3 separate regions of the Gossypium arboreum genome follow, and regions 1 and 2 are each linked to region 3. Evidence: chromatin contacts called from public Hi-C data. All regions are on one chromosome and are shown on one strand. The core of a region is the stretch at or near the end of the contact, and the rest is flanking DNA. Distances in the headings are between cores, read along the strand shown.

Region 1 (3,957 bases), core at 101-2,600, 150 kb after region 3:
CTGATAAGGCCTTGAACGGTCCCATAATGAATAAGACCATATTTTGATTGATCCGGTCGTTTTATTGAATTTCCATTGATAATTCGCAGGTCAAATTTTCAAATGCAATGCTTTGGTCCAGTATAGTTGCTTGGATAGTTAGATGGATGAAGGAATAGGCAATAAAGGAAAGAATATATTATTAAAAAAAACTGTAACATCAATAAATTAATATATATAATCAATTACATTGAGAAACAAATACATACTTTTCCCCTATATCACACTTACATAAAAATCACCATCCATATCCATGATTTTGGGAGGCAGACCCTTTGGTGAACCTCTTCAAGACTCACTTATTAGGAGCAGAATCAATTATTTTTCTTGCACGTATACATAATTCATGATGAATCTATATATATACATGTACATATATATGTAATTATAAGATCCTTAAACCTGCCTTGCCTTGCCTTGCCTTGAGCAGCTGTTGACAAGGGGATTAGTAGTGATTTTCCTTTATTTAAGTCATACACTTGATGAAGATGTGAATCCTTAGCCTTTCCTTGGGTTAAAAGAATTATCATAAGATGGCTGAGAAGCCATTTTTGTAGTGTTATCATTGTGCCTGTTAGATTTTCTGTTGAATGAACTATATCTGCCTTGCCTATGCTTCCTTCTAGGATGTGATGCCTTTGGGATAAAAACTCCAGTGCCTTTGCTTTCTCTTCTGCAGATTTGTTCTTGGAGATATGGAGATTGTGTTATTGGATAATTTGCTGCAGAAAATGTCTGCAAAAAGTTTTGACAGGACAAAAATTTCAATCCATGAAGCTGTGAAGTTAATAATACCGGAAAATCCATGAAAAAAAAACATATGTAGATGGTTATAAAAACCTGGAAGGAAACTGAAGGACATGTTGAAACTGAGTCTTCATCATCCATGATTAGCAAAGAGATTTGCTTGCTCAAGTCTGCAAAAAACAGATCATCTTCAAGCTCAACAGCCACTTCCATGTCTGTCCTCAAAAGCTAGAGAGTCTTATTAGAGTGGGGTTTTTGGCAAGTAACCAAGAAAAGAAATGTTTAGTCTCTCCCGAGCCATGGGGGGTTATAAATAAAAGAAGAGCCAGAAAAGAGATGGGGGAGTTAAAAGGCAGATAGGAGGAGGGGGGAAGTGCATGTGGGGTGGTGGGGTCTTTTAATGGCAGTTAGCCAATCTGGCTAAGTCCCCACAAGAATCATGAAGCAGTGTTATGATGTTATCCAGTAGGGGGAAGAAGAGATAAAAGAGTAGCAGCAAGCAAAGCATAGCAAAGGCAAAGAGATAGCCCACACCCAGATATCTAATCCCAAATCATCACTAGCATGCATGGGTGTAACTAGGTCAGCCTCACTTCCTTTATCCTTTTTTACATCTCTAAGGAAACAAGGTATGGCTCAAAATTCATAGTCCAACCCCAATACAAGGGATATACACTACTTGCAAAACCCAATTGAATGAACGCTTGCCCATAACTGGTCTCAACTAGTATCTAGATAGCTAGATACTGCTGTCTTTTGTCATGGTTTAAGCTAAAGGACAGTCAAACTCAGTAACCAGAGGATCTAAGAGCTTTGTTGTAGGGCCATTGCTTTAATTACTTTAGAATTTGAGACTTGTTTTTGTATATCTCCACAGAATTTGAAGGGTCGTTTGTCAATGCAACTAGCTTGTTTGTAATTTACAGTTTTAAATCATATAAGCCGTGAATTAATTGTGTTCTGATTCTTTGACATTGAGCATTTCATTGTCATCTTCGTTTGAACTTTAACACATAATTTATCTCTAATCCCAACATAAAATAGAAACAAATCATGCAAAAAAAATAAAATTCTTTTGCATTGCGGAACATAATTTTCAAGCAGCCAAGTGGGACTGAATTAAATGCATTAAGATAACCAAGGATATTCAAGTAAAGGGTAAACTACATCATTAGTTACTAAATTATGAGTAAATTTTTATTTTTATCACTTAATTAAGAAAAGCTACAATCTGGTTACTAAACTATTCAAAAGTTTTATTTTAAGTCATTGAACAATTCAAAAGTTTTTACTTAAGTCACTGGGCTGTTAAGTTTTTCTTCTTTTAAGCTCCGCTAGTGAGCTCCAACCAACTACAATCAGTACAGTAGATTAGTACCTATCGACGAGTAGAAGAACATATCTCAGATCCAAGTCAATCTAACAGTCAATGTTAGAGATTGTAGAAAAAAATTGTTTAAATTTTAGTTCCTAAATTCATGATGTCCAAAAACTAAATTAAACTGTAAAAGAGACGGGAAAAGAAAGCTTTCAATTTGTATAGGCAGTGCGAGTAGAGAAAGTCATATAACATCGATTTTAACAGTCTAGTGACTTAAACGAAAATGAGGGGCGAAGCCAGGCTGGCTGACATGGGCCTAGCTCCCCTAAAATATAAAATTACTATTTAGGCCCTTAAATTTTTTTAAAAATTTTAAATTAGTAAAGGTAAAATTGCACTTTGTCCCCTTAAAATTATAAAAATTCAATTTAATCCTTTATAAATTATAAAGATATAAACTATAAAAAATTAAAATTCATCCGGCCCCCCATAAAAGTTCTGATTTCTCTCCTGAAGAAAATTTTTGAATAATTCAGTTTCCAAATTATAACTTTTTATAATTAAATGACCAAAATCAAAACTTACCTAAAATTTAGTGACTAATAATATAGTTTACCCTTGTTTAAAATTGTTCATGGTACTGCAGCTGCAAGTACTGGAAATATCACACTTACTAAGGAAAGGCAGTACTTGAATTATGAGGGGTGATGATTTTGGTCCACACGGTTTTGATGGTTGGCTAAGGGACCTATGCCCAGCCCCCCATCTGCTGTATATTATGAACCTTGGATCCTTCTTTAATCCTCCATTCCCCCCCCCCCAACCTTTTTTTCCATAACAATGATGTTATAATCATTAAATTTTTTTTGTTTATTTATTGCATTAAATGAAGGTAATCAACAAGTTGAAGTGGTTGTTGCTGTTTGCTGGTGACAAATTTGAACTATTTCTTTCTATTATCCGTACCAGCAGCAAACATTTATGATTGGGTTTTCTGCAGCAAAAAGATTGCCTTTTGGATTTGGTTGATATAATCATGGAAGGAAGAAAAATAAATGAAATTTATGTTATCCCAGTGTATGTGTTATTTTTCATAGTAATTATATTTAATATCTACGTCTAGTATGTATATAAATATGGGTAAGAGGATGAGATATTCAAAATTAAATATATGTTCCTAGTTTGAATGCAGGTAGCTTGCTGTGCTTTTATCTGAGAGAATAATTATTATGATAATTTTTATGGTGATTATTATTATGTCACTGATCACATCTACAATTATGGAGGTTTAGTTTATATTTTGTTGTATTCATTTCAGGGAATCCAGTACATCCAATAAGATAAGCTTATATAAGGTATTTAAACAATATGTACTCAAATATAAGAAACATGATATTCATATATTTCCTTAAAATTCAAACTTTGAAAATATCATATAATAAAAGAAGGTTACTATACGACATTAGGCCACAATTTATAACATAATTTACTCCAAGGTTTAAGCGTTAATTAAACCTTATGATACCCATCAACATTTACGGTACCTTCTATTAATATAATGTACAAGTAGTAATATATAATTCAACTTTAAGTTGTGACTTATTAGTTCACCTTTTTCACTAATAATTTAAATTCGAATCACATTTTGTACTAAAATAGAGGACTAATACATAATTTTATAAAATATATCTTATATTTTCTGACTTTGAAGACCTCACCCATTTGCTTGTGGATCGTTAGTGAAAGCATCGTTTATGCTTGCAGTAGAAGTGGCCGATTGGACCACTGTTGGTGCTGGAGTAAGCAACAGCGAGGATCATGAAAGGAGAGATATAAAGAGAAGAAAAGAT
Region 2 (4,032 bases), core at 1,330-3,829, 190 kb after region 3:
AGTTTTATAAACTAGGGATGTCGCCCCTTATATTCCTAGATAGACCAGTAGTTCATTTTTCTAGTTGAAATAAACTTCTACAATTCAATAAGTGTTCTACATCCTCTCCCTATAAATAGATGGCATTGATAGGTTTATTTACACAACTTTAAGATATTGTTACACTACCCAGAAATAGAGAGAATTTATTCTCAACTATTAAATCTATTTTCTGGAATAATAATTTCTGTCATTTTTATTTGATAAGAAGTTTTATTTTCACACTTAAACAAAAAAAATGAATTCTAGTTCTGTATTTTTATTCGAATTGTTCGAGCCCATACTTGAAGTAGGTTATGGTATGAGTATAGCGGAGAAGGTCGTTTGGTTGAAAGTCGAGAACGACAATAATTCGTCTATCCGAAAACACAGGTTGAGATTCGATTTAGGGTTTATTGCTATAAATATCATAAATCGGGTCATTTTTAAAATTTTAAATTTTCGCTATGTAAGAAAATTGTTTTCAAATTGAATTTTTTCCCCCAATATATTTAGCTCGACTATATTGGCCCATTGCTTGAAAGAAATTGAAAACTCATCTACTTGGTTAAAATGTAAAGACTTCATCAACTTCTATTTTTCTATAATAATTATTGAAAATCCTAAATGATAAGAATATATAGGGTTTAAATCACTTAGGATTCTCATATTTTAGATAGACACTAATATCAACCATTGATGTAACTCAATTTTTACTGTTGGATCTGAAAAAGTTCAAATGTAAATAGAGTCTTCCCCTTCATTTGTAATCATTTCATTCTTGAATAATCGTATATTTTTTTCAAAGCATTTACTTAAACACCTTATGTGCATTGCTTTCTTCTGACTTTTTGGTTCGATTTGAGTTCTTTTGCCTTTTTTGAGTTACTTTCTATTTATTTTGGTGCTTTAGAGAATTTCTTTTGTAAATTTTTATTTTCGAGAGTGAGGCTGACTTAGACAATTTAAAATAAAAAAATCACCTAAACCTACGTGATTTACCAGATTTAAGTTCTAACCTCGTACAACTAATCTTTTCCATATTGTTTTAAACTTCTTTGTTTGCAAAAAAGGCCCATAACGCATAACCTAAAAAAATAAAACAAAACACCCTTTATTTTTTATTACTAGTAACCCTTATTGGGCCTAAATAAAATTTGTGACCAATGGGCTGCATAACTACAACTTATAATTAAACATATGATTGAAGCCATCTAGTCCCTAAATTTGATAGGTTTTCTCAACTTAATCCCTATTTATTTCCAATATTACCAATGGAAGTTACCAACCTTTTCCAATTTTAATCTCTATGATGAAAAGATAGCGTAGTTAAAAGTTTACACCAACTTGATTAAAAGAGTAAATATTGGTGTTATTATTATTCTATGGATGACTATTTTTTAAAAATTTATTGTATTTTTAAGAGGAAAACAAATTGGAATAGGAAAGTAAATTTTCAAATGAATAGCCCTGTTTGGTGGACAATTTTTTTAATGAATATTCATTTTTATATAATATTTACGTCTGTGGTTTTTCTTTGAAAAAAACAAGTTTCAAGGATAAAATCAAAGAGGATTCGGTTTATTATCGTGATTGGACACGTGGATTACGTAGAATCAAGCATAGGATAGCACGTGGCAATAACTGGGCCGCTGTCTCTTTCATTTCCTCCTTTTTGGCTAACCATTACCACAAAAGCTCGTCCTTCAAATCAACGGCCATCATTATCTCATCTGATTCTCTCTCTTCTGTTGGCCCACAATTTTATATTAAGTGGTGACCAAAATAATTACAATTTCTTCAGCTAAACAACCTCAAAATTATTTATTTATTTTTCTACTCAATAATCTATTAAGTATCAATTCGATTACTATCCACACTATTATTATTAATAAATTTGAATTAGTTAGTTAAAAAGGAATATGAATCATTCTATGTATTATAAAATAAATTTTATTTTAAAATATACTAAATATAAATTTTATTGATTTAATTTAATTTAATTTAAATTATTTTAAAATAATAAAAAGTTATCTAAATTTAATATCATAAGAGATTATATCCAAGAAAGGAAATGAAGTTATTACTAATTAGTTTCAATTTTATTTACTAATCGTAATTTAATGTATTCATGTGTATTTTATTTTACTTATAATTTTATTTTTTATTTTAACGTCATACTTATTTTATGTGTTATTACTAATTAGTTTTAACTATATATTTTATTATTTATTGTAAATTATTTTAAACACAAATTTATGTTCTAAATACATGATTTTTATAGGTATAACATGTGATAAAATTTCTCGTACTATATTAAAGTTCTAGATTAAATTAGTGTCACAAATCAATCACACAATAATTTAATTAAGAAATTAATAAAAATAATTAATAATGAAGATATTTTGGTATATAAAAATTAAAAAGAAATCCACCAAAATGGGATTTAAAGCTGATACACACAAATTTTGAAAGCCTAAATTTTTCCATTTCAATTAATACCCTTTTGTTTTTAAATAATTTTAAAAAAAATTATTTTGACATAATTTTAATCACTCACGAAAATGATATTATTTTAATAAAAATATGAAGGTTTAACATGTTGAATGAGTATGATGATTTGTTTTTATGAATAAAAGGGAAAATATTTATTGAAAAAAGAAAGGAAAAAGGGCCATTATTTAAGAAAGTTTCAATTAAATAATGATTTGTTTGTTTTCAGTTCCGATTAAACGTTTCTAAAAGAATTCCATTGTTTCACCTCTAATTTGTGGGCTGAGAATTTGGTTTTCTTCCACAAATTTTCACAGTGGAGCTTCCCATTTCCCTTCATTAGATATTATCATTCTTTCCCTTTCCTTTCCCTTCATTTTCCCACCAATCAAACATGGACCTATCCACGAAATTCCATCGCTTAGACCTTCGTTCAACATTCTTCACCTCTATGCGACCCTCTTTAACCCGGAATTCCTCATCGTTCGTTTCTCCCAAAACCCTTAAATTTAGACCCACTAAAGTAAATGCCCAAGTTTCCACTCTCAGTGTTGAAACCTCCGTTAAAGAACCTCAAAACGACATTGAGTCATTGTTTTCAACCAACACAGTCGAAGAGATTGATCGAAAGCGTGGCGACAAACAATCCAACACCGGCGCTTCTGGTATTTCCTCCGGTGTAAAGCTCGAAAACATTAGCAAAAGCTATAAAGGAGTGACGGTTTTGAAAAACGTGAATTGGGAAGTGAAAAAAGGCGAGAAAATTGGATTGGTTGGAGTAAACGGGGCAGGGAAAACCACCCAAATGAGAATTATAACGGGGCAAGAAGAACCCGATTCGGGGAACGTTATAAAAGCCAAGCCCAATATGAAAGTTGCGTTTTTGAACCAAGAATTCCAAGTTTCAATGAGTAGGACGGTGAGGGAGGAGTTTATGAGTGCCTTTAAAGAGGAAATGGAGATTTCTGAGAGGTTAGAGAGGGTTCAAAAGGCGATAGAAGGATCTACAGAGGATTTGGAGTTGATGGGAAGGCTTTTGGATGAGTTTGATTTGTTGCAAAGGAGAGCTCAGGCTGTGGATTTGGATGAGGTTGATGCTAAGGTTAGCAAGTTAATGCCAGAGCTAGGGTTTTCCCCTGAGGATTCAGATAGGTTGGTTGCCAGTTTTAGTAGCGGGTGGCAGATGAGGATGTCACTTGGAAAGATTTTGCTGCAGGTAAAGTTCTTTATTTGATATCATGATAGTTGCCTAGTTTATCCAAAGGACGTACTATTAGCAGCTCAAATGACTTGGTAGTACCTGTTCATTATAAGTTTAAACATTGAATTGATTAAGGAAAATAGTTAGCTTGTTAGATATATTTTGATGTAGATGGTGTTAACTTGTGGCTCATGTGTATGATATGTAGTAGAGTATATTGGTGTTTCTAGCTGTTTTTTTTATATGGATGTAAATTTTCAGGAGCCTGATTTATTGCTTTTGGATGAGCCTACAAATCACCTTGACCTTGATACAATTGA
Region 3 (3,937 bases), core at 1,393-3,892:
AATCGAATCGAATTTTGCTCACCCCTAATTTTACGTGATTAGGTCCTCTTCACAAATTAAACACTCAAACGATGAAATTTTCATACAAAAATTTCACAAATATCAATTCGCATACTTTAAGCTCGAAATATAATATTAAAATATTTTTTGACTCAGATTTGTGATTCCAAAACTACTGTTCCGACTAGGGTCTAAACCGGGGTGCTACAGAATTAGTCTTGATTGGGTCTAATTGTTGGAGAGGGCTTTTATTTTTCTATACACCCATGCTTAGTCGAATATTTATTGTGTTCATACAAGCCCACATATTTCATTTATTTCTCATTTTAGTCTCTCAAAATCTTATTTTTACAGTTTAGCCCAAATTACACAAATTCATCAAAAATTCAAAGACAAAATATATCAACCCAACACATATCTTTTATTTTCCAACAACTAACATCACAAAACTCACAATTTCAAAATCATCAACAAAATAGGAAATTGAGACATGGGCTTGATAGAACACTAAGCAACGATCACAAAAACGTAGAACTTATCAAAAACCGATCAAAAACACATACCTATTTAGCCAAGATAAGTGTCAAAACCCTAGCAAGCTTTTTCTTTTCTTTTTCTTTGATATTTTCGGCAAGAACAAGCATTAATTGACTAATTTCATGCCTTTGTTTTATTTATTCATAATAATATATCATTTACCTTTTTAACCTTCATTAAAAACATATAATAAACACATAAATAATGGCCATTAATGTCCATTAACTCTTTCAATGGTCTAATTGCATCATAAAGACCCCACATATATAAAGACATAGCAATTAAGCACTTTAATAAATAGAACACATCTTTTATATTTTACGTGATTAGGTCCTCTTCACAAATTAAACACTCAAACGATGAAATTTTCATACGAAAATTTCACAAATATCAATTCACATACTTTAAGCACGAAATATAATATTAAAATATTTTTTTGACTCAGATTTGTGATCCCAAAACCACTGTTCCGACTAAGGTCTAAACCGGGCTGCTACAGGATTAGTCTTGATTGGGTCTAATTGTTGGAGAGGGCTTTTATTCCTCCAAGTCGAGTTTTCTTAGTACATATATCTTGTTACGAGAAGCAACCAGCTGGGCGGTACTGAGCTTGTAACATTTGCACTAAGATGTGATTGAGAGGTTTGTTATCATGTTGAGGAGTCCTCAGGTGGAGTCAATGTGACTTGGCGCTTGTCTATGGTTATAAATGAGGGAGATTGGTGTCAATCAAGGGAACAACTTAGATTTAATATATGAAGATCATGTATTGTTTGATGAGGCTTATTCTTTAGGCTAGTTATTTCTTTAAGCCACTTTCTTTTTGATTTTGGACAAATCCTTGTTTATCATTGTCTAGGCAAGGGATCTACTCTCATTGTTTGGGTGAGAGGTCTCTTTCTGTGAATTCCTTCCTCCTTTTTCCCTTTAGTCGATGCAGTTAATTTAGGCGAGAGAGCTCTATATAAGAATTGCATCTCTTGATTGAGTGAAATGTTATTAAATGTTTTTTATCTGATATTGAATTTGATGACAATGATATGATCTAATGAGTTGAAAGAGTAAAATTTATATGAAATAAGATTGTTGAAGGTTCATTTTATACCCTTAATAAGTGTGTATATTGCATTTGGTAAACACTTCTTAGCTTTCTTTATAGCAGGGGACAAAACTTTGAGGATGCTCATTCTTCAACAATATTCGAATATAACAATATCTTTATGTTATCAATATGATGCTCAAACAAAATTTAATCTACACTTTTTTATTTATTTATAGAAAATATACCTACACCTTTCCTTTTATTAATAATTGTACTTATACTACAAATTTTGTCTCATTTAATTCAAAAAGTCTATGATTATGTGCAACATTCTTATCGGTTTGTATTGTGTTCTGAGATAGAATGAGATGAAATTGATAGTTTAGGTATGACTTTTGATAAAAAAAAATTTTAAGTATCTAAGTGAAAAAATGGTATAATTTGAGGGCTAATTTTGCGTTTAACCCTTAATAAAATGTTGTGTAGCATTAGATTTGATTATTATAAATTATAATGTTCAGATTATGCTATTAGTCCTTATGCTATGCATAGGTTGTGGATTTAGTCCCTTTCTTTTTGCATCTTAGAACTTCATTCTTGACCTTACAATAATTGTTAAATTCGTTAAGTTAAATTTTGCTATCTCTAATGTCTAAAGTGACAAACAAATTATCACATATGCAATACCATGTCAATTTGTTATTTTTATGTAATGTTCACAAAAAAAAACCTTTATTTAATGGTTTTAATGGTTGTCATTTGAGTTAAGACTAAAAATTCAAAATTTTAAAAGCATAGGAACTAATAATGATCAAATCGGAGAGCAAAGATTGATCCACAACTTTTGGAACCAATAGCAAAATTTGACTTAATGGATTTAACTACTATCATTTATGTCAATATTGAAATTTTAAACTTTAAAAAGTACATGGACTAAAAATGAGAAAATATAAAAAATTAAATTTGACCAAATTAAAGAATGTGCACATAGTGTAGGGACTAATAGAAAATTTTGACCAATTATAATAAAAATTTAGAAGTGAACTCTAATTTTCCAATCCCCATCCCAAGATTCATTGGGCATAAAAAAATGATATTTCTTTAATCGGCTTTGAGAGAGAGAGATGATGGGCGTGTAGGGAAATGTTCAACCTAAAATCAGACAATTTGAATGTCATTTATCATGTGATAATTTTAGTTTTTACAAGATGTGTGTTTTCGTGCACTTATGGCGCTCGGCGTGACAGCTTCACGTGCATCCCATGCTTTTAGCTTTGATTTTGGCCTAAACCTTGCTGAATCTACCAAGTGCCACCCCCATCTGGCTGCTGCTTCCCACTAATAATTGTTACAATTATTTTGCTTTTCTGGCTAAATATAGATCGTTGGTTTTAAAAATTCACTGTATGATTCCTCTCTCATATACCTCTTTCCCCAATTCACCAATGTTTGCAAATTTTCATGGCGATTCCTATCCCTCTCTTGTTCTCTTCTCCCTCTTTCCTTTCCTCTCCCAAATCCTTACCTTTATTCTTCAAACCCAAAATTAACACCTCCAAATCCTTCAATCTTCACTTTCATGCTAATGTTGCCTCCTCTTCCACTTTGACTGCTATGGAAGTCGGTGAAGATTTACCGCTTGATTATGGTGATTGGCTTCCCAAACCCGATCCAGACCAGCGCCGAAGAGCTGGCATTTTGCTCCACCCGACCTCGTTTAAGGGAGATTATGGTATTGGTGATTTTGGTGAAGAAGCTTTTCGCTTCATTGACTGGCTTCATTTAGCTGGCTGCTCCGTTTGGCAGGTATATATTGTTTCAGTTAATGTAGTTGGTTTAACGCATTGCATCTTGTAATGATAACGATATTTAGTATCCTAATCCTAATTTTGGAAAATAATTGATTGTGAATGTAGGTGCTTCCCCTTGTTCCTCCTGATGATGAGGGATCACCATATGCAGGGCAGGTGCTTCTTCACTAATATCTTATTAAATTATTTGTTTTCTTGTTTCAATAAGTAATATTAATCGATTCTCCGGATTTAAGAATGAAAAATCCTGAAAGGTTTTGGTCAATTTAGTAGGTTTTCTTTTAATTACTTGTTGAATGTATATGGGAGAGATTCAGGGTAAAACTAAGCAATTTTAAACATTTTCATAATTTTTTGTACTATTAATATTTTAACAATACAACCGTTGACTAAAGTTATGAAACTACTTGAGTTTAACACAAGGTAAGTAAATCCCTCTCTTACATATATATATATATATATATATATATATATACTCTTAGTTGCTATATGGCATTGTATGATTTTCCTTGATGATTATCATTCAGGATGCAAATTGCGGTAACAC

The links. Hi-C and Micro-C count contacts between places; a contact is called where the count stands out from the background.
Region 1: a Hi-C map of leaf shows a contact between it and region 3, with 2.2 times the contacts expected there. The contact joins the promoter of LOC108466646 here to the promoter of LOC108467087 in region 3. A contact is called at or near these places in 2 of 5 Hi-C or Micro-C datasets (both in leaf).
Region 2: a contact with region 3 is called in a Hi-C map of leaf, with 3 times the contacts expected there. The contact joins the promoter of LOC108467324 here to the promoter of LOC108467087 in region 3. A contact is called at or near these places in 2 of 5 Hi-C or Micro-C datasets (both in leaf).

Annotation. Positions count from the first base shown.
Region 1 is chr2:8,149,664-8,153,620 of ASM2569848v2, forward strand. It overlaps LOC108466646, which reads right to left and starts at 1,351. Exons shown (of 2, transcript XM_017767031.2): 1 at 880-1,351; 2 at 179-774. The coding sequence starts at 999. The coding sequence ends at 538.
Region 2 is chr2:8,184,305-8,188,336 of ASM2569848v2, forward strand. It overlaps LOC108467324 (ABC transporter F family member 5), which reads left to right and starts at 2,580. Exons shown (of 9, transcript XM_017767947.2): 1 at 2,580-3,727; 2 at 3,974-4,032. The coding sequence starts at 2,906.
Region 3 is chr2:7,999,206-8,003,142 of ASM2569848v2, forward strand. It overlaps LOC108467087 (4-alpha-glucanotransferase DPE1, chloroplastic/amyloplastic), which reads left to right and starts at 2,643. Exons shown (of 16, transcript XM_017767585.2): 1 at 2,643-3,385; 2 at 3,496-3,546; 3 at 3,918-3,937. The coding sequence starts at 3,041.